2 separate regions of the Sus scrofa genome follow, and region 1 is linked to region 2. The links are chromatin contacts, called in public Hi-C maps. All regions are on one chromosome and are shown on one strand. The core of a region is the stretch at or near the end of the contact, and the rest is flanking DNA. Distances in the headings are between cores, read along the strand shown. Region 1 has its middle 41 kb from the start of CD28. Region 2 holds the start of RAPH1 (ras-associated and pleckstrin homology domains-containing protein 1).

Region 1 (5,712 bases), core at 2,700-5,199, 88 kb before region 2:
CAGAGAAGCCTAAATATTTGCTTTAATCTGCTAGGGGAGGGCCATTTGGGCAGTTCCCTCAGATGCATTTCTCTTTTCTCCATCTGCTCTTCCTTTTATCCTGATTTACCTTGCAAGTACATAAGGCAATGGTTTTCAAACTGGATGCTATGGCACCCCAGAATCTGAACACTTTACCAAATTTTGAAAAAAAATCATATCTGCTGCCACTGAGTACACATACTGTTACTGAGATGCCAGGATTCATCTTGCAAAGAGTAATAGCAGGACCAGCCACAAAGAAAGACGGTATATTTTCTGAAACATGTAAACAGTTTGTTCCACAAACATATCAGACATCAAGTTCAGGGCAGTAAACAGCTGTCCTTGAACCTAGACAGAGCACCGAAAAGCAATCACACAAGCTGTGCTCTGCTCTAGTTATTTTTATGGACACCATGAGATCGGTTTTATCATACTTGAGATGGTGGCATAGTTTTGATTCTTTGAAGCCCTTCATTTGTGTTTCCAACAATTCCAGCACTTGAAAGTATGCTACAAACACAGAAGATTGAGAACCTTCAATACAACAGAAGGCTTTATACTTTTGTAAAAGACCTGGGGATACATACAGATTTGGGTTATCTATGATTATCTGATTTTGGTTATGTGAACCTACTCCTTCAGAGGAAATATGAAATTAAGCGAACGCTTTAATTTAAGGACAGATTCTGCATCCCAGAGGCAATTTTCAGAAATAAAGTCAAAGTAAATTAGACCAACCCTAAATCTAACATCTCCATCAGAAGACATTATATGATCCTAGATACTCTCTTTATTGCAGCTTGTGCTCTGCGACATAACTATCTCTCAGGATGCCAAAAAGAGGAGACTGTGAACATCAGAGAGCTCAAAATTTCCCAAAGTGTTCCTCTTCCCTCTGTTTTCCATCTTCCAACTAAATCGTATTGGCAGCCCTTTTCTCCCCTGAAGGTTTGTGTCTGAACCTGATACAGGGCTGGGGCCTCTTTTGGAGTAAGCTTTTGCTTCAATAAGTTGTATCACAGAAATAAATGTGAGAGCTTCCCGTCCCTGCCAATCATATCCATTCAAAATAATAGCACTTGCCAGGACCGGAGGTTGTGGGGAGGGAAGAAAGAGGAGAGCAGGGAGGAGGTAATGTCAGGAATTGTTCCCTTGCAGCTGGTATTGCTCAGTAACAACTGTTCCTGCAAAACAAAAGATCACTTCAGAAAGCCAGACAGACAGAGGCCAACAGAAAGAGATCATTATAATCACATGTTAGAATCAAACAGCTTGAATTACTTTGTTCAAGCCTCTTTAAGTTTCCTCGCTGTTTCATATAAACGTAACAATTCGACATACTCTACTATAAATACTATAGCATCAATATAATGACAAAGAAATCATCCTTCCAAACATCTACCAATTAACAGGTTTCTTTTCTGCTTAGCTTCCTCCATCCTGGGGAGAAAAGATTAAAGATGTTCTAACACAGGGAGGCAGTGTAGCACAGTGGTGAAGAGCACAGGCTTGTCCCCAGAGCAGGATACTGTCCCAGCTTTGCTTCTTATCTGTGTGACCTTGGGCAAGTTTCTCAACCTCTCCAAAGGCTTAGTTTTCTCCATTGCTAAATGAAGATTGAAACTCATCTCCTTGATGGGATTGTGAGAATTAAGAGAAATTGCATGTGAAACACTGAGCACAGCACCTGATCCCCTAAAGACCATGTAGTAAGTGTTTGTTGTTTGGAGTCAATAAATAGGTGAAGAAACAAATACGTCATTTTCCCCTTTGGACTTCTCATTTTCTATCCTCATCCCACCCCCAATCTAAGCCAAAAAGAGGGAAGTCTTTGGAAGTAGTTGTGGCACGCTTGTCAGGTCAGATTGCCAAAGGAGAATGTGATGTCTAATTGGCTGGTCTTAGCTTTGCTGTTGGATCAAAGACCTGCTCCACAGCTGTCCTTCCCTCACCCTTCTCATATGTCCCCTCCCGTCACACAGCAGCCACTGGGCCTGTCCATGTGGGAGATGACTATTACGTGCCAGCAGTTAGGTAGGTCCCGTTCAGGAAGTAAGAATTACCCAACTTTTATGTAGAGACAGTGTCCTGGGGCAAAGTCACAGTGATAACAAGGAGACAGGTGTTGGGGGTGGGGTAGGAAAGAGGCTTTTTTTTGTCGGGGGAGGGGGGGAGTATCTTTTTTTTCTTAATAGACAAATATGTGAAGTGTTCCTAGCTTTAGATCTTAGCTTTTTCCTTAAGATGTTTACTTAACTGTCTATAACTTCTTCAACACAACATCAAGACTGACCACATCCCACATAATCAGAAAAAGACAAGGGAACACTCCTTAGGTCTATGTGAACGATGGAACCAAGGAGGAATTTTACAATTATAGGTTTCCTCTGACGAAAGAACCAAAAGGTCCTCTGCACACCAAACTCATTTCATGACCGCTTTGGCCTCAGAAGAAGTGGGTGGCACAGTCACTTTCAGTGGTTTATGGGCTATTCCAATGTCCGCATCAGGGAAAAGAAATCTGGTCACGTGCAAAACCCCAACTGCTGATTCGAATGAGTTGCTGTGACAATGTTTTAAAAAATGCTTCCTAAAGGAATACAGCATGCACCCACGTGAAGGTATTTGCCTGTGTCAGAAGTTGCAGAAGTGCTAAGTGACACTGAGCTCAGCTGGCCTAAAGCCAAGTGAAGTATTTCACCCTGAAGGAAATTATAGTGCTGTCATTGTGTTGTAATCAGCCTCTATAAAATGAAGCATTGTGTTTCTGCTGAGTCGTGAGCAGAAAAAAATGATGCAGGATCTGGCTTCCTTAGGGGAAGAGGGAGAGTGTATCTCTGCATCCACAGAAGAGGATATTCCATTTGGTCTCCTGAAGTATATATTTTGCTCATCTTTTTTTTTTTTTTTTTAATTCTGCCTTTTCAAAGGGAGTTGTCTCTGACCCAAAATTGCAACACTCACTATGTGCAGAAGATGTTGCCATCTTTGTTGCCACTGATTTATAGAAGAGCACTCATTGTTTACACCCATCTTAATATACAAGAAATTTAGGTGGAGGGAAGAAAGTCTTGAAAATATGACACATGCTGAATTTTTCTCAGCTGTCTCCAGCAGCAGAAACCAGGCCAACACTTTAATGAAGAGGCCCACGAGGCGTTTCCACATTTTAAAGCCTCAGCAGTTAAATGGAAAATTAGCTCAGGCATATATGCTCAAGTATAGTAACTAGGCAAGCCTGCTGAAAACCAAAGGTTGTCATTACAACAGGTCATTTGCTGGTTAGGAAAGAACAAAGATCACGATAGTTCAACTCTAACATTAAAAAAAAAAAAAAATTCCCAGTAGTTGGATAATGTGGTACTTTAGGCAAGAGACCTAATAAAATACTCTCTGGTTATTCCTACATGGCCCAATCCTATTCTTCTCTTATTTCAATACTCTGAGCACCTCTTTCAGTTTTGAAAATAAAACCCCCAATTTTTATCTACAGACATGTGACAGACTGATTTTGCTAAGAGTCTCAGACCTAATCTCTATTAATGTTTAGCTTCTGGTTGCCTCCAGTTTAGAAGTTGGTGTGCCCACTAGAGGGGAAGGCGAAATAGCCAATGACATCTTATTTTGTTTGACAGATAGGGTTTTTGTTTTGTTTTGTTTTGTTTTAGTATATCTGTTCCTTTGAGGAAATAATAATTACAGCTACTATTTACCAAGTGTTACACCAGGCACCATCCTAGAGGTTTTAAAACATGATCTCCTTTAATCTCTACTTTTTGAAGTTGAACCTATTATCTTCATTTTACAGAGAAGGAAATTAGGATTTAGAGGAGTTTCACAATTTGCCCAGGGTTATAGAGCTACAAATCAGAAAGCCAAAAGTTAAAGGAGGCTGATTTAACATCGATTACACAATGCTGCCTCCCAAACTCCAAGTCTGTTTGCCCTGGGCAAATATTACTCTTCTCTTTCAAAAGCCAAAAGAAAAGAGGGAGATGGAAGCCGCCAAATGAGAAAGAAGCAAATAGAAAATGTTGTGCTTGTTTATCCATCCACAGAGTTTACTGAGGGACAGACACAGTTTATCAGATCCTAGCACCCTTACAAAACAGAGCCTGCCTTCAAGGAGCTCACATTTTAATTAGAAAAACACCTAAGATAGAAGGCAAAATGATATGTTGCAATAGAGGTGTATACAAAGTATTGCATGTAACAGTGTGGAGGAAGAAGAAAATTTTTTCTGACAGCTTGGCAAACAGTTGGAAAGACTTGTTTTGCCTGCTAATCATTAATATCACATCTGTTTCAGTCTATTCAGTGAGAACATTTCACACCCTTTGCCAAATTCATGTATATTAATACTGCATATTCAAAGACTTTCAAGTTACTGAACTGAAAGATCCGCTTCCATAGTTTCTGATGCTGTTGGTAGCAATGAAAATGGGTAAAATTTAGAAGGAAAAGTTTTGGGAAAGCAAACAAGTGACATGGAGCAGACTTTTAGGAACTTATCTACTTTACTGGCCAGTTCTTCAGATACAGATAAAGATACATGAATATGAATGTTAACTCAGCCCTTGCTTATTATAATCATAAATTGGAAACAATCTAATGTCCATTACTTGGGGATTAGTTAAATTCTGGTAGATCCACACAATGGGCAGCTCTGTAGCTGTTAAAAGGAATTTTGATACTTATTAAAGGAAAGAAAATCTCCATAACAGATTGTTGAGTAAAAAACAAAGTACAAAAAATATTATGTCATTTATATAAATACACACATACCAACAGAGATGGGCCAAATAAATACATAGAGGGATGACAAGAGGAATGTTTAGCAAAATGTTAATATTTCTCGGGTATTAGGATGACTTTATTTTTAAATACATTTAAGTATTTTTTTAATACCCTACATACTCTGCTTGGATTTTCTGCATCAACCTATTATTTTTGTAATTTAAAAAAAAAGAAATATGACCTTATTTGGGGGAAGGAGAATAATATTTCCTTCTAGACTTGCATATCATAAAATGACACATTTCAGAAATCACATTTCAAAATATATTTCTATTGAAGTAATCATAACTCACTTTGAACTAAATCTTTTCTCTGTCAGATCCTAGATCTGAATTTGCTTTGTGGACTTGTCCTCATCAGAAACCTATAACCATGTCAAAGACAATGGATGTGGGTGGGGTTGGACTTGGTTTTCTTGTTCTTCAACACAGAGACAGTCAAAAAGAGCCAAAGATTTCATTCACCTTTTAAAGGACATTCTAGCAGGGAAAACGAAGATCTATGCTTTTTATTTATGTCCACTCTAGAGGCAACAAGGAATAAAATATCACTGACTTTGAGGGCATTTCTAAGACAATTCTGCTGACTTGTAATCTGGCTTCATGCCAAAGAGCCCAAGTACCTGGAAGAAACATGCTGTACGCTTAATTTGTTCTTCTTTCTTTACTAGTGATTCCATGTTTATAAACTAAAGGACAAGAGGGTCTAAAAGGCATTCCCAACTTTGCATGCATTATAATGCACACCTCCAAAGCCAAATCAACTAAGGAAGCAGGCATTACAGACTCATTTAATCAATTCTATAAAGAAAGGACATCACTGGAATTCCCTGGTGGCCTAGCACTCAAGATCTTGTGTTGTCTCTGCTGTGGCAAGGGTTTATCCGTGGCC
Region 2 (6,560 bases), core at 3,220-5,719:
GGAAGGAGGGGAAATCAATATAAATTTTCTGGGGAGAGTTTTAATATTTCTGCTCACTCCTGAAAGTTTTACTTAAAGCTACCTCAGGCTAGGGTGGCTAGATGGATGTCCTATTTATTTAGGTGATTTAATTTTTCAAGGAATCTGCTGGATTATCAAATAGATCACACTAAGAAAACAATTGGTCCCACTTTTCCAATGTACAAATCTTTTCATCTTAAAGTAGCAATCATTCAAAATCAGCATAGCTTTAAAAATGACTGATTTGAAACATCATTTAAAAGGATATTTGAGTATTTTTTCTATAATATTTTTCTCCCTGGGATTGGCTGAAAGTACTGGAATGAGTTTGTAGCTCAAAAAGTATTTTGCAATGCAAAGAACATGTGAGTGGGGTCAGAAGATATGGATTCTAGCCCAGTAACTTCCAGCAATGGCTATTTAACTTTAGGCAAATCACTTCATTTCTAGGGTCTATTGTTTTCTCTACTATAAATTAAAAAATCTGGCTTACATAAGCCTTCCCCAAGGCCTCTTCTATGGAACACATGTCCTGTGAGACATTCCATTGAAAAAAGGCATTTCATGGTCAAATACATTTGAGAAACGTATAGGATAGTTACCTCTTAGAAATTCCCAGCACATATTAATGTATTAAAACTACTGAAAATCCCTCTATCTAGAAACCCATTGAACTTTAACATTTCTCACTTATTTGAGCAAAGGGAATTTTTATTTTTTCAGACTCACACTTACTAAAATCCTGTGGAACTAGAGTTCTAAAGAACACATTGGTAAATGATGGACTATCATCCTTTGAGATGCCTGGATTTATGATACTACTCTTTCTAATACAGGTATTCAGCCAGTCCCCTGAAACCTGCTCTTCCTTCTGAGTCTCTGTTTCAGAGAAGGCCATCACTACCACTCAGTCTGTCGCTCAAACCAGAATCTTGAGGGTCATCCTAAATATCCCCCCTCATTCATTCCTGCATATCCAATCATACATCAAATCCTCCTTAATATTTCTCCCATGTAGTCCTTTGCATTTCACTGCCTCTGATTTTTTTTTTTTTAACCTTTTTCCAGTTTTATGGCCACACCATGGCATATGGAAGTGCCAGGGCCAGGGATTCAATCCAAGCCATAGCTGTGACCTGTGCTGTTGCAGTCTGATTCTTTTTTTTTTTTTTTTTGTCTTTTAGGGCTGCATCAGCGGCATATGGAGGTTCCCAGGCTAGGGGTCAAATCAGAGCTGTAGCCACTGACCTGCGCCAGAGCCACAGCAACATGGAATTTGAGCTGCGTCTACGACCTACACTGACAGCAACACCAGATCCTTAACCCACTGAGAGAGGCCAGGGATCGAACCTGAATCCTCATGGATGCTAGTTGTGTTTGTTAATCACTGAGCCACATCGGGAACTCGACAGCCTGATTCTTAATCCACTGTGACAAGGCAGAACTCACTGCCTCTGCTTCTATGGAGACCTGCAACATATCTCTTCTGGGCTGTTGCCTTCACCTCCTAATTGACTCTTTCCCTCCAGTCTGGTCTCCCTGATCTCCAAAACACAAACTCAGTTGATCCGGGGCTTAAAAACTCCAAAGATTTTATTTTTATTTATTAATTAATTAAAATACTCCAAAGACTCTTCGGGGGTATCATTTCTTACTATATTTCCCAAAGCATCAAATTCATACTCCTTAGTTTAACACTCGAGCCCCTTTGTTGATGCAACTTTTCTAGCTTTTCCACCCACCTCTTTGACTCTTCTCAGGACTTGTCCTGACAAAATGGAACTACTTGCAGAGCCTCTAAGTCATTGTGCTCTTTGGTGCCTCAATACCTGCCCTTGTCTGGAATGCCTGTTTCCTCCTTCCTCTGGCTAGCTCCTCTCTGTCCCTAAATGTTCAGTCCAAGAATCCCCCCGCGCTGGAAAGGCTTTCCTGACCAGGGAATGGACTCCCTATTCAAATTACGATTTCTTTGCCTCCTTTATTACTAGACTGTGTGTTTTTAAGGGCAGGAACAACCTGGTCTTGTCTTTCTTGTCCTTGTATTTCTAGGCCTTAGTTGGAGCTCAAAAAACTCAGGTTGAATTGAATGATTTTTTTGGATGAGAACCTGCTCACCTTTCTTGATGGCTAAAAAATGACTGTTTTCTTTTCTTTCATTCTTTTTTTTTGTCTTTTTGCCATTTCTTGGGCTGCTCCCTCGGCATATGGAGGTTCCCAGGCTAGGGATCTAATTGGAGTTGTAGCAGGTCTAATTGGAGCTGTAGCCGCCAGCCTACGCCAGAGCCACAGCAATGTGGGATCCGAGCCGCGTCTGCGACCTACACCACAGCTCACGGCAACGCTGGATCGTTAACCCACTGAGCAAGGGCAGGGATCAAACCCACAACCTCATGGTTCCTAGTCGGATTCGTTAACCACTGCGCTAAGACGGGAACTCCCTGTTTTCTTTTCAAATTAGCCTTGACCCACCTAAGCACTGAGAGGAAAAAGAGCTAGGAGCTGTCTACAAAGCACTTAATGGTCTATTTTTTAAAGGAGGTTACAATGAAGTGAATAACTTCTCTGGGCAGTATCACAGAGCCTAGTTATAGCATTTGATGACAATAGGGTATTATTAGGTAGAGCACTCAGGTGTGTGTAATCCCAGCAAACCTGGTCATGGGGGACATGGGGTGAGAAGCTATAGACATATTTGTACGAATTATCACTCATCAAAATGTTTACAGTATTTATTAATTTTAAAATATTTATTGGGAAAGGTAGTGTGCTAGACATTATGGAAGACATAAGGACAAATAAACTGTTGTATTACCCTCATTAGGAAAGATCATCACTTACTGAAATAATTATAATTAGAGGTAATGAATGATGAATTCCACAAGAAAGGAACAGAAGGCTATAGGAACTAGTTGGCATCATCATCCTCATTTATAAGACATAACATTAGGGTTCCTACAGGGGTGCAGTGGGTTAAGAATCCAACTGTAGTGGCTCAGGTTGCTGTGGAGGCACAGGTTCCATCCCCAGCCAGGCACAGTGTATTAAAGGGTCCAGCGTTGCCACAGCTGCAGCTTGGATTCAGTCCCTGGCCTGGGAACTTCGATCTGCCATAGGCGCAGCCAAAAAAAAAAAAAAAAAAAAAAAAAGCCTATACCATTATTCCACACAAGAATAGTTAAGCACCTTCTAGACTTAAAATACAAAACTACAGTTATGTTTCTAAAGTACAGATAGCTCAAGTGTGAAATGCAACTAGTAACTGTATTGTTTGGTTCTAAATACCAGTTTGAAACAGACTGTGTACCAGTTTGGAACAGATTGTGCAAGACACCAAACCACTTCAAAGTCCTCAAGAATATCTGAAAGTAGGAATGTTTTTAACCAAACCAAGATTTGGCCCCAGGACAGAGAAATGAACACTGGTTCTTAGAAAGGGAGCTAGGATCTCAGAAACTCACAGTTAATTCTTTATCTGTGAAAATTCAAGATACAGATACTCAGCAAGCAGATGAGAAGACATGAAAACGGAATGTTCACTACAACTAATTCTAGGTCACACTCCAGATTTTTTTCAATTGTTTTAATGCTGTCAACAAATCTGCTCTGCATGTAACTAGGAAAAAATGATTTTAATTCCATTTTTTTCTTCCTTTGATCAACATTAGAAAGTCAAAATAAAGATATAAATTAAAATTGAAAAGCCTAGGTCAAGCCTGCATTAAAATAAGCAATACTGAGTCGTTTAGAGCTCGATGATAAGGAAAAATGGCAACACCTTACTCCTAAACTATTTCAATAAGGGCGGGAGGATGACAGAAATCAATAACTCAAAATAAGCAAATTTCAAAGTTAAAAGTGATCAAAAATAATGAAAATGTCCAATTTCTAGAAGCTTCCCAATATAGTGCATGAAATCACAGAGAGCGCTGTTGGCCAAAATGGGATTTCCTAAAAAAGGCCTCACAGACTACAGCGACAACGGTCCTTTAAGCGCCTAAGACCACATCTGACGGGTTGCTGGAGTCCTGGAATACTCCAGCAGGAAGGTGCATGCATATAGGTCCTTGATGGACGTGCTCAAGGCTTCAGCGAGTCCCAAAGCCCTTGGACAGAGGCCGCTGAGCCTTCTTCCAAGGAACGGCAAGCAGGGGTGGGACAGCACCGGAATTTTCCTCCCTCACTCATTCATTCTCTGATTCACTGGTTCCTGGAGGCGGTTCACAAGGACGCGCGGTGGAAAGGCGGAGCGCGGGCGGCCCCGGCTGGGTGCGGCCCGGCGCCTAGGGCGGGGGGTGAGCGGGGCGGGCTAGGGGGCGCGGGCCGGGGGCGCGGACGGCGGGTGCCCGGGAGGGGCGGGCTCGGCTGCCTGCACCGGAAGTGAGTGGCTGGCGGCGGGCGGGGGGAGCGAGCGGCCGGGCGCGAGTCGGTCCGCCCGTCGGCTGCCCGGCCCGCAACCCCGCCTTCTGCGTCTCGGCCGGACGCGGCCGCACTCGGATCCGCCGCCGCTGGGCGCTGCGGCCGTCCCTCCCGCCGCGCGCTCGGCCCCGCCCCCGCCGCCGCCGCCGCCCGGTGGGTCAGTCAGTCAGTCAGTCACGGAGCGCGCGGCGCGGAGCTGCGGGCGCTCGAGGCATCTCGGGAGAGGGAGCGCCGCGCCTGCGGAGGAGGCGGCAGCGGCAGCGGCAGCGGCGGCTGGACGAGCGCGAGCGGCGGCTACGCTGCCTGGGGCCGCTCCGGGAGTCAAGCCCGCCGGAGGACTTAGCTGCTGCCGCGGTGAGTACTCAGCCTCGCCCTCGGGGCCGGCCGGGCGCGGGGCTCTGAGGCGCTGCCGTCGCTCCCGCCTCCATTTTCCCGGCGCCCGGCCCCGCCATCCGGGTGCGGTGCGGGCTGCTGAGCCTGGGGCGGGGTCGCGGCTGGGGCCGGGGCCCGGGCCCGGGCCGGTTGGACCTCGGCCGGCAGGCGGCTGGCTGGTGGGTGGGCGTCGGCGGGCCCTGGGCTGCACCCTGAGCCCCTGGGGGCCGCCACGGAGGGAGACAATGAGATGCAGGGCCGCCTGGGGAGGGTGCGCTTGGGTTTCTCCGACCCGGCACCGGGGCTGGTGGCCCGGGACCGTGGGCAGGAAAGGACTCTTCCCCCGACCAGCCGCAGAAACCAGTGATTCGGGGTCTGGGGTTCCCCGGGTTTCGGCGCCCCCCATGTTTCGTAAATGAGTTCAGTGCAGAGATTTAGAAAGGCGGGGCGGCACCTTCTATGTCTTCTTGCTAATTAAGCAGGGTAAGTAATCGCTCCATTGCTCTTGAGCCCAATCTCATCTTTCTGTGTCTGTGTGCATTCCCGCCGGAAATCCAAACTGCAATTCATGCGGGGGGTGGAGGGAGGAGAAGGAAGGCAGTGTAATAGTATTAGGATTCGTTTTAAGACGGGTTGAAAGATGGGGTTTTCTTATCCAGGTAGCGTCTTAGGGTGTCCCCGCAGTGCGAGCTGGAAACCGCATAAGTCATTGCTCGTAGGCATGAAGACGTGGCTTAGCGTGAAGTAAAAGCTTTTGGGAAGGGTTATAAGCATTGCATCAAATGTGACTTGTTGGTGTGCATCTCATAATCTGTGGGAAGAGCAGTTGGGAAAATCTGAGAGAATTGAAAGGTTCTTCACTTCGCCTCCCAAAACGGGTTGGTGTTGTCTGCACCATTTCCCTTGGAGATGTGGAGGGCTGCCTCTGTGTGTAAAGTCCGCTGTAAAGGTACAGTTAAGGTAACCGGCTAGGAGTGGGGCGTGATCGTGGTATTGAAAGGGTGGTAGTGAGTCCATAGGAATATTAAATTCAGCAAGTATTTAGGGAATACCTCCTATCTGTTAGGCAGGATGGAGGACACAGAGTGAACAAGACTGTAGCATCACAGCCAAGGCAATCAGCAGCTCCTTAAGCACTGGAATTGGCTACCAGTGTGATGTTGGATGGGCTGTTGAACTCTCAACAGTATGGTTCTCTGTCAGTAAAATGGGAATAACTAACACCACCTGCTTACCTCCGGAGATGCTTGTCTAATGGATTAAATAAGATAATGTATGCAAAATACCTAGCTCCTGGCAGGGCACCAGTGTGTTTAACAAATGTTAATTACTGGGATTTACTTGAGGGAAGGTGGGGGCGAGGGGGGGGAGAGAAGTGAATGTAGGTAGTTGTAATGCAATGCATTATATAATAAAAATGTTGAAGTAGAGGTGCAAAATAGGGAAGTGAAGAGGCGAAGGAATAAAATAATTCTAAATTGGGAGCACTGAGGGAAAATTCAAGGAAGCTGAGGCATTTAAGTGGAACCTTTAGTGATGGGTAGGATTTCAGCTGATGTAAATGGGTAGGGGAAGGACGTTGCTAGTAGAGGTGGTGCTGTCCTTTGAGGGAGGAATTGAGGAGAAGAGCAATGGGGGAAGGGCAAAATTAGAGACGCTCAAAAGCGTTTTAGCTCTTGTTGAGTCTGACCTTCAGAGATTGCCTCTGTTATTTTGCTTTCTGTGTTGTGAATTATCCAGAAACCAGATCT

The links. A called contact is a pair of places that touch in the nucleus more often than the background predicts.
Region 1: a contact with region 2 is called in a Hi-C map of liver, with 5 times the contacts expected there. The contact joins the enhancer-like site here to the promoter of RAPH1 in region 2. A contact is called at or near these places in 1 of 5 promoter capture datasets (liver), 14 of 47 Hi-C or Micro-C datasets (alveolar macrophages, embryonic fibroblasts, fetal liver and 7 more) and 1 of 2 datasets of contacts at active chromatin or transcription factors (skeletal muscle).

The regions. Positions count from the first base shown.
Region 1 is chr15:107,083,843-107,089,554 of Sscrofa11.1, reverse strand. No RefSeq gene overlaps it. Among named protein-coding and RNA genes, the nearest start is that of CD28, 41 kb to the left of the region's middle. Within about 2 kb of position 3,949, at least 19 of the 83 cell types and tissues checked have an H3K27ac peak or open chromatin away from gene starts, as enhancers often do. A contact at or near this core is called in embryonic fibroblasts, fetal liver, fetal skeletal muscle and 1 more, where this site is marked.
Region 2 is chr15:106,995,704-107,002,263 of Sscrofa11.1, reverse strand. RAPH1 (ras-associated and pleckstrin homology domains-containing protein 1) reads left to right here and starts at 4,469. Exons shown (of 15, transcript XM_021075323.1): 1 at 4,469-4,791. LOC110256919 reads right to left here and starts at 5,215. Exons shown (of 2, transcript XM_021074734.1): 1 at 4,616-5,215; 2 at 4,240-4,533. The coding sequence starts at 5,215. The coding sequence ends at 4,240.